Linked DNA regions of Mus musculus: region 1 is linked to region 2. Evidence: chromatin contacts called from public Hi-C data. All regions are on one chromosome and are shown on one strand. Each heading gives the region's core, a stretch centred on a gene start, on an enhancer-like site or on the middle of the called end of the contact. The rest is flanking DNA. Distances are from core to core; before and after follow the strand shown. Region 1 overlaps Mei4 (meiotic double-stranded break formation protein 4). Region 2 holds the start of Mei4 (meiotic double-stranded break formation protein 4).

The links. Hi-C and Micro-C count contacts between places; a contact is called where the count stands out from the background.
Region 1: a contact with region 2 is called in a Hi-C map of Th2 cells, with 2.1 times the contacts expected there. The contact joins the enhancer-like site here to the promoter of Mei4 in region 2. A contact is called at or near these places in 1 of 484 Hi-C or Micro-C datasets (Th2 cells) and 2 of 9 other capture datasets (adipose tissue and liver).

The regions. Positions count from the first base shown.
Region 1 is chr9:81,997,758-82,002,001 of GRCm38.p6, reverse strand. The region is part of intron 4 of Mei4 (meiotic double-stranded break formation protein 4); the gene reads right to left. Among named protein-coding and RNA genes, the nearest start is that of Mei4, 140 kb to the right of the region's middle. Within about 2 kb of position 2,176, at least 1 of the 459 cell types and tissues checked has an H3K27ac peak or open chromatin away from gene starts, as enhancers often do. A contact at or near this core is called in Th2 cells, where this site is marked.
Region 2 is chr9:81,860,802-81,865,206 of GRCm38.p6, reverse strand. Mei4 (meiotic double-stranded break formation protein 4) reads right to left here and starts at 1,537. Exons shown (of 5, transcript NM_175213.4): 1 at 1,290-1,537.

The sequences.
Region 1 (4,244 bases), core at 927-3,426, 140 kb before region 2:
AAATTGAAGAAGATCTCGGAAAATTGAGAGATCTCCCAAGCTCATAGATTGGCAGGATTAACAAAGTAAAAAAGGCCATCCTACCAAAGGCAATGGACAGATTCAATGCAATCCCCATCAAAATCCCAACACAATTCTTCAAAGACTTGGGAAAAGCAATTTTCAAATTCGTCTGGAAAGGCAAAAAACTAAGAATAGTGAAAACAGTTCTTAACAATAAAAGAACATCTGGGGGAATCACCATCCCTGACCTCAAGCTTTACTACAGAGCAATAGTGAAAAAAACTGCATGGTACTGGTACAGAGAGAGACACATTGATCAATGGAAAAGAATTGAAGGCCTAGAAATAAAACCACACACTTACTGTCACTTGATCTTTGACAAAGACACCAAAATTATACTCAACTTGACATATGGTTGAACGACCAGGAGTTACATTGTTAAAAAATAACAGCAAAAAACAACAAGAAGAAACTGATTCTTTCCCTGGCTGCTATCTAATGCCAATATCAATATGTCATCAGCTAGTGGTATGATATTGTGTCTATCTTCTTCCCTCTACATATGGTTTTTGTGTGGACTGAGGTTGTATGGCATGAATGTCGTGAATGCTGTCACATCACTGTTAGTGTTTTGTGTAAATACCCTGTGTGTTCAGAAAACATAGCTTCCTTGATTTTATCTACCATATTTGGCTCCTAAAATCCTCCCCACCCCCTGGCATATACCTGAGCCTTGAGGAGAGAGCATGATTATGACCCATATATGGCTGGCCAGTCCACAAATTCATTTCTAGGTCAAAATATTTGCAGAAAAACACATGAAAATAAAAGATAGTGAAACGTTTCATGAAAGCACACTGCACATTTTATGTGTAAACTCACTATTATTACCTTGATTGCAGTTCTAATTAAGCTATCTAAATTACCATCTGTGATGGTTAATCTTGATTGTCAACTTGATAGACATTTGAATTGCTTCGGAGAAGAACCTCTGGGCATGTTTGTGGAGTCATTTAATTGGGATTTAATGGAGGAGTGATGACCCAAGACTGAATATCAAGGAGAAAGTGAGCTGATCTCCATATCCATCTCTCTCTGCTTCCTGACTGTGTGTGCGGTGTGGTCAGCTGCCCCAGGCTCCTATGAGCACACCTTTCCAACCATGATGGAAAAGTTACTTCTTGTAAAGAACAAAATACTCACAGGAGCAAATATGGAGGTGTAGAGCAGAGACTGAAGGAAAGGCCATCCAGAGACTGCCCCACCTGGGGATTCATCCCATATACAGACACCAAAACCTGACACTATTGTAGATGCCAAAGAAGTGCATGCTGACAGGAGCCTGATGTAGCTGTCTCCTGAGAAGCTCTGTCAGAGCCTGACAAATACAGAGGAGGATTCTTGAAGCCAATCATTGGACTGAGCGCAGCATCCCCCATAGAGGAATTATAGAAAGGACTGAAGGAGTTGCAACCCCATAGGAAGAACAATATTAACCAACCAGAACGCCCAGAGCTCCCAGGGGCTAAGCCATCAACTAAGGAGTACACATGGCTCCAGCTGCATATGAACACCCTCATAGAAGCATGGGGAGGAAGGATAGGATAGGGGGCTTCTGAGATGGGAGTCGGAACAGGGAAAGGAGATAACATTTGAAATGTAAATTTTAAAAATGTACAAAAAAGAAATAATTTATGCACATAAAAAGGCAAGTAATTAATATACCATTTTATTTTACTGATCCCAGTAAACAAACACAACTGTATTCTCTTTGTAATGTGATTATAACTCATGGTCTCTGCTTCGGTTCCTACTTCCCACTTACTTTGAGTCCTTGTCTTTTCTACTCTTGGTGATGGGTCATAACCTGTAAGCTAAATAGACCCCTTTCTCCTCAAGTTGATTTTGGTCAGTGGTTTATCACAATGGAGAAGCCAACTAGACAAATTAGCTTTCCCAAGAGAATATTTGAAGAAGACACCAGCAAAATGTGTCCAACTTGTTCTCATTCAGATTGTACTTTCTATGCCTCTTATTATCTTACCTTCTATTCTAGTAGAACCTCATTTATGATTCAATACAGAACTATAACACGTACACACAAAGCTTCAGACCATGCTCTAGATTGAACTCCTCCTAGAAAGACAGAATTTTCAGAGAACTAGAGTTCTCTAGAATTTTATCTATCAAAGTTGAAAAGCACCTCATGACTTATTTTCTTATAGCCTGTTCCACAGTCATGTAGGTTATAGAAACTAGATATTTATCATCTAGTTTCTATAAGTATGAGAGAGGAATTAGAAGTTAGAAATATTAAATGTTTTCTTCTTTCCCTGAAACCATGGAGCCTTGATTAAATTGCAGAAACACTACAGCAGTCTTGAGTTTGCACTGTTAAATGCATTACTTTGTGTAATTCTAAAGAATCTACGTAATTCAACTTTTATTAGTAAATTAAAAGGCTCAGATACATTATTTCTATTTTCCATTGAGTCTTAATGATATTATGAAGTATAATGTACACAAAAACATTCCAGGTTCTAAAATCGAAGTTTTGCTAACATTAACCTCTCTTATAGTCTTACTGATTATTTATTTTACTCTATACATTCTCATTCATGAATATTTGTGTATTACGTCTACAGTCCCTGGTAGGTTGCTTATACACTGGTGGATAGCCCTTCACATATACATATACAGGTAGGGTGATTATGAAAAAATTATAAATAGAGCAGTAAGTTGAGAAGAGGTGGGGGATGAGATAATTATATGGAGAATTTAGGGAGAATATGATCCAATGTTAAATGCATATACAAAATTCTCCAAGAATTTATAAAATATTATAAAATAAATAAAAGACAACAGAAGTGCTGGCTCAAAGAATATCCTTGATGGACCAATACAATTATCAGTTTACTTAAATATTCCTTGCATGTACAAGTTTTGAACATTCTTTGCAACTAGACAGAAAGTCCCCATAATCACCTGTGATACATGCTGAAAGTTTATGTTTTTCATCATAAAAATGGCAAATTAATAAAAGCCAACAGATAACTATGACAGAAGTGAGTATGTCCTTAAGAAGAAAAAAAACTATACTTGTGATTGATGATAAATTCAGTATTTCAGACAAATTTAGAAGTTAAAAAATCTTGTATACATTACAGGCATTTGATACTTTCCTGATATTTAGAGGCTATTTTATTGGTGAGAACAATAGAAATATTGACAAATATAAAATTATAAATATTATATGCATATATAAAATGTATCAGCTGCTAGGAGTTTATGTGCCAGTGGTCTAATATTTTCCAAATGAGCAGCCCATGAGTGAAAGATGCATTAGAAATGTAAACAGAGCTAATGTGTTATTAAATATCAGAATATGGCTACTTAAATGTAAAGGTTGATGCTTAGTTGATCCCAAGGACAAAGATAACTGCTGTTTTTTGCTTAAGTTTTTGCATGCCTGTACTTTTCTCCTATTTTTCCATGTTTCCATATTCTGTTAGGTGTGTGTGTGTGTGTGTGTGTGTGTGTGTGTGTGTGTGTGTGAGAGAGAGAGAGAGAGAGAGAGAGAGAGAGAGAGAGAGAGAGAACACTAGCTAGCTTATGGAGAGATCAGAACAGAATATCCTGTGTTGTCCTCTGTATCTGCTTTCTTTCTTGTCTTGGGACATGGTCTCTCAGATAACTCGATACTCATTGTTTTTGTTGAGGCTCTGCTGGCTAATTAGCTCTGATCTCCATCTGTCCCCTGCCAATGACTCTTTATTCCTATAGGTTTATAGGCAAGCACAGCAATGCCAGGCTTTTGTGTGCATGTTCGTGATTTGATTTCAGGTCCTCATGCTTGAATCATCTCCCTAGCCCCTCTAATTAACGTCTAAGGTCTTTCACATGATGCACAATGGAGGTACTAAATACAAATATAGATTAAACTATAAAATGAAGAAGTTCTAAGCAAAACTTTTAAAATCCCAGCATATTGAAGGCCTAAAAGATACTATTTATTTCTCATAAACTATTAAGGATTCAGACATCTGTGCCAGGACAAAAGTACTTCTAGCGCCATTTCCACTGGTAAACCTCCATGACAGAGTATCTCTTTTGTGAACCTTTCTAGCCCTTGCTTGAATTTATTATCTCTATAATGTCAATACTTCACAAGGAGAAAACACTGCAGAGCAGATGAACAGAATCTTAGTCTCTTCAGGCTTTGAAAGAATGCATCACAAACT
Region 2 (4,405 bases), core at 288-2,787:
AACATATACCTGCCATTCACATATATCATGAAACCTAGAATACACTAGACTTCTAATTTCTTTGATATAATAAACCATGGGATAAATTAATACTATGTTTTTAACAAGAATTCCATAATATTGGTTTCAAATATCTGATTCCAAACATTGCTACTTTCATGAAAAAAAAAATTTTAAAAAAATACTCAGTCACAAATCTGTGCTCCTGGTCTTCATGTCCAAATTTTACGACTGAATTGTAAATTTTGTGGTTTACTGACATATACAAAGACATTGTGTTTAACCTAAGGCCCTCACAGAAGCTGTAAGCTATAACAATGGAAAGTAAAATAGTGGATGTCAATTTGTGAATGTCATTACTGTAGTCACAAGATATACCAAAAATCATATAATTCTAAGCAGGAAAAAGTAATATAAACAAGCCAAAATTGATCAGAATGTATGTAATGAATTTGATAAAAAGTTTGCTAATTGGAAGTAACCTGATATATTCAGACTTGGTGGTTCACATTTTAATCCCAGCATTTGCAAGTCTGAGGCATACATATTGCCATTAGTCTTGAGAGCAGGAGGCAAGGCCATCCTACAAAGTGAAACCTTGTCTCAAAAATCCAAAAGATACAGAAAAAAAAATAATAAATTCCAGTTGATGAAGAATCCAAGTTATGAAATTCTTATGAATTTCATATTTATATTCTGTGAATATCGACATACTAATGTATTTTCTGTGGTTCCTGGTGGGACTTTAATCCTCTAAATATGTAATTGCAGACTATAAAGCTATTCAAGGCTTTATTTAATTCACTTCAAATTATTGACTTTCTGCTACTTTGGACATTCCAGATTCACCAAACCCTCACTGGCTTCTTCCTCCGTAATGGAGACTCCACTTCTGGCCCTGCTCCTCTGATCTGTTGCATATCTCACCACAACCTAGCTCTTCCAAGAATGATTTTTATCTCTACCTCATGTACCAGCACATGCTTGTCAGATCCCAAGAAAACCGCACCCGTCCCACTTTTAACACCCCCAACACTTTCTGCAGTTCCTCTGGGTGTGTACTTGCTCAATAAAAGATCAGATCAACAAGTGCCTACGGTCCCCCAAAACCACCCTTTCCTCCAGGAAACCTCAGAAGCCACCTCTAGAGTGAAGGCAGGCTTGCACAGACTCTAAGGTGTAGAACACACCACAGAACACACGCTTTGCCCGCCCAAGTTTCTGAGGCTCCAGGCGCGACCTACTTATCAGGTAAAGAAATGCCCCTCCCCACGCGTGAGGCGACCTACCTCCGCAAAGGGCGCGACAAGGAACCCCAAGCCACAGCACCTGAGAGCGTGCGCTGCTTGAGGGGACCCGGGGCCCGAGAGTACAGAGAGCAGGCAGATGCTACACAAGCCTGGGGTTCCTGAGAAGGAAGGACGCCCTCAGGCGGCGGGGGAAGCTCGGGGGCCAGTATTCCCGGCCATGCACGCTGATGCAAGCGCAGCCCGCAGGTAGGCGCCAGAGCCCAGAGCGCCACTCCTCCCGGCTTTCTTCCAGTGCCAATCAAGAGGGAGGCCCGCGGAGACCACAAGTCCCAGAAGCCTCTGCGCCACTCTCCTCGGAGGGGCTTGGGAGGGGCTCCGGCGGGCTCGGGCGGGCTCGGCGAGGAGCGGTTAGCCGGTTTGGCTGGACTAGGCAGGTGTTTCCTGCATCTTCCTTTCTTCTGCAAAATAGTTCAAAATAGTCTAGGACTGCCTGCAGCTCCTCTCCTGAAAGGCTGATTTGGTTTCTAAGGAGAGACTCACGGGGCTTGAAAAAAAGGAAAAGTTTCAGGAAAGCTTCTGTTGTGCCAACTCCTGTCCTACATGGGAACAGTCGGGAAAACAGATTCTTTGGGTTCATTTGTTGGCTTGTTTCCAAAGATGGTTTTAAAATCTTTGCTTCCTGCGGGAGGAAGCGCTATGTTTCTCATTTGTCCACCTGTCATATCTTCATCTAGGATTTTAAGTAATTTTTTGCCTCACGTACTGAAATTTCTCAGAAATTAAAATGCAAAGGAGATTCTAAGCATTCGGAAGTCACTTATGTAGACTTTACTAACAATGTGCTAATTTGCTAATAGTTAAAGGTTTCAACAATTGTATAGGATAAATTACCAAATATTATATCTGGGGGGTCTGCACAGCTCATTCTCCTACGTAAATGACCCTTTATTAAGGCAAGTGCTTGCATCTAGTCAGTTATTGCAAATGTCTTGGAAATGTTAAGCTTCATTGTTCTATCCATGTGTTTAAGAAAGTCAATAATTTTAACTATAATGTAATTTAATATAGCTTTCGTTAATCTTGCAACGGTGCTTTCATGCAAACTAAACTCGGGTTATTGTGACTGCTAAGGTGATGAACACTGTGAGTGCTCTACTGTGCTCACTGCTCTTCTTTGAGTAATGTAAAATCAAACCATCCAAGTTCATTTCAAGATAATGAACAGTCAAGTAGGAGTGATGTAGAAAAGTTGTGTTTGCGTTGATAAATAGTATGATATTCTATTTCAATTCCCCTCATACATTTATTGAGAAAATTGAGCTGTTACGTGCCAGTTACAGCCTTGATTACTGGTCAAGACCTGATTACAACTCCATACAAGACAGAGCACTCAGTCTAATAGTTAAAACAAATGGGTAGCAATTACCAAATACAGCACAGCCACTGAAATCCTGAACGAAAGCCCAGAGGTAGTTTTAACTATTTACCACCTAAATGTAAAGACCTAATGATTTCAACAACCTCAATAGTTTTCTTTGAACATCTTCAGATGGTTAAAGATGCTTTAGAATACATAGCAGAAAAAGAAACGTTTTAAGAAAATTATACAAGTTTTTGACTCACTCAAGACTAATGAAACACAAAGTGATCAATCAAATACATGCTCTTTGAATAAAGTAATGGACTCTATTTATGTTTTACATTTAATTCTGAGTGATTTTAGAGTCATTTTTAATGTCACAGTCTGTCGATGGGACTGTGACTAACCCATTTTTCTAAGAATATGTACAGATATCCTTTATAGATAAAGATATGTATAAGGTTAAATGACAAGCTTTATGGAAAGTGAAGAAACAGGCATACACATAATAAGCAAGCAAAGTACAGAGAAAGAAACCCCACAAATTTGAAGAAGACCTTCATACTAGGATCTGATTTTCATCCATAGAGCTGGGTTTTGGTGACCTGAGATAGTTCCCCCTTCTCTCATTTCATGGTGGTCAGCTTAGGAAAAAAAAAGGGGGGGGGCTGATAATTGCCCCAAAGATTCAGATAATCATGTTCAGGGACAGTCTTGACCTTATCTGAACACCTTCAACATATCAATCAAGAGTGGAGAGGGTGTCACTGCCAAGTGTGAAAGTATGAAAGAAACCGGAAATTTGTCTTTCTATTACTGACTGGTAGTCCCTTTTCTCATCTGTCTGTCTACCAAGGACCTCTGGCTCCTTGGTCTCAGCATCTTTCTATAAATTTGGAGTATTGAAATAAAACGAAAGGAAAAGATCTTCACAAAATGTATAATCTTAGATGCTGAATCTACTACCTTATTGATAGTTAAAATCCACTATAGAGTAAACTGAGTTCAAAATATAGTCAACGCACTGCTGTGATGTCTCAGCAGGTAAATGCATTTGCCTCTAAGTCTGACAACCTAAGGCGCCGTCTTCGGAAGCCACATGGGAGAAAGGAAGGATTGACAAACAGTTTATAGTATGTTATACTATACATTATAAAGAAAATAATAGGGCTGGTGAGATGGCTCAGTGGGTAAGAGCACCCGACTGCTCTTCCGAAGGTCCAGAGTTCAAATCCCAGCAACCACATGGTGGCTCACAACCATCTGTAACAAGATCTGACGCCCTCTTCTGGAGTGTCTGAGGACAGCTACAGTGTACTTACATATAATAAATAAATAAATCTTTAAAAAAAAAAAAAAAAGAAAGAAAATAATAAGCTGTCCTGTTAGAAAATCATGTTTTTATTTTATAAAAAAATATTAATGGCTCTTTTTTAATTCAAAAGTTCCAAAAACATTTATATAAATACTAATTATGAGTAAGAGAGAGCCATTGTTCTCAATGATTTTGCAGTCTAGTGAGAGTCAAATTTTACAACCAAGCATCATCAATAATATTTGAGAGTTTCTATTGCTGTGATGAAACACCATGTCCAAAAAAAAAAAAAAAAAAAAAAAACCTGAAGTGAGGAAAGAATTTGTTTGGTTTTTTTGTTTGTTTGTTTGTTTCTTTCATTTTTTGTTTTGTTTTAAAGATTTATTTATCATATGTATGTGAGTACACTGTTTTCAGACACACCAGAAGAGGGCATCAGAATCCATTACAGATGGTTGTGAGCCACCATGTGGTTGCTGG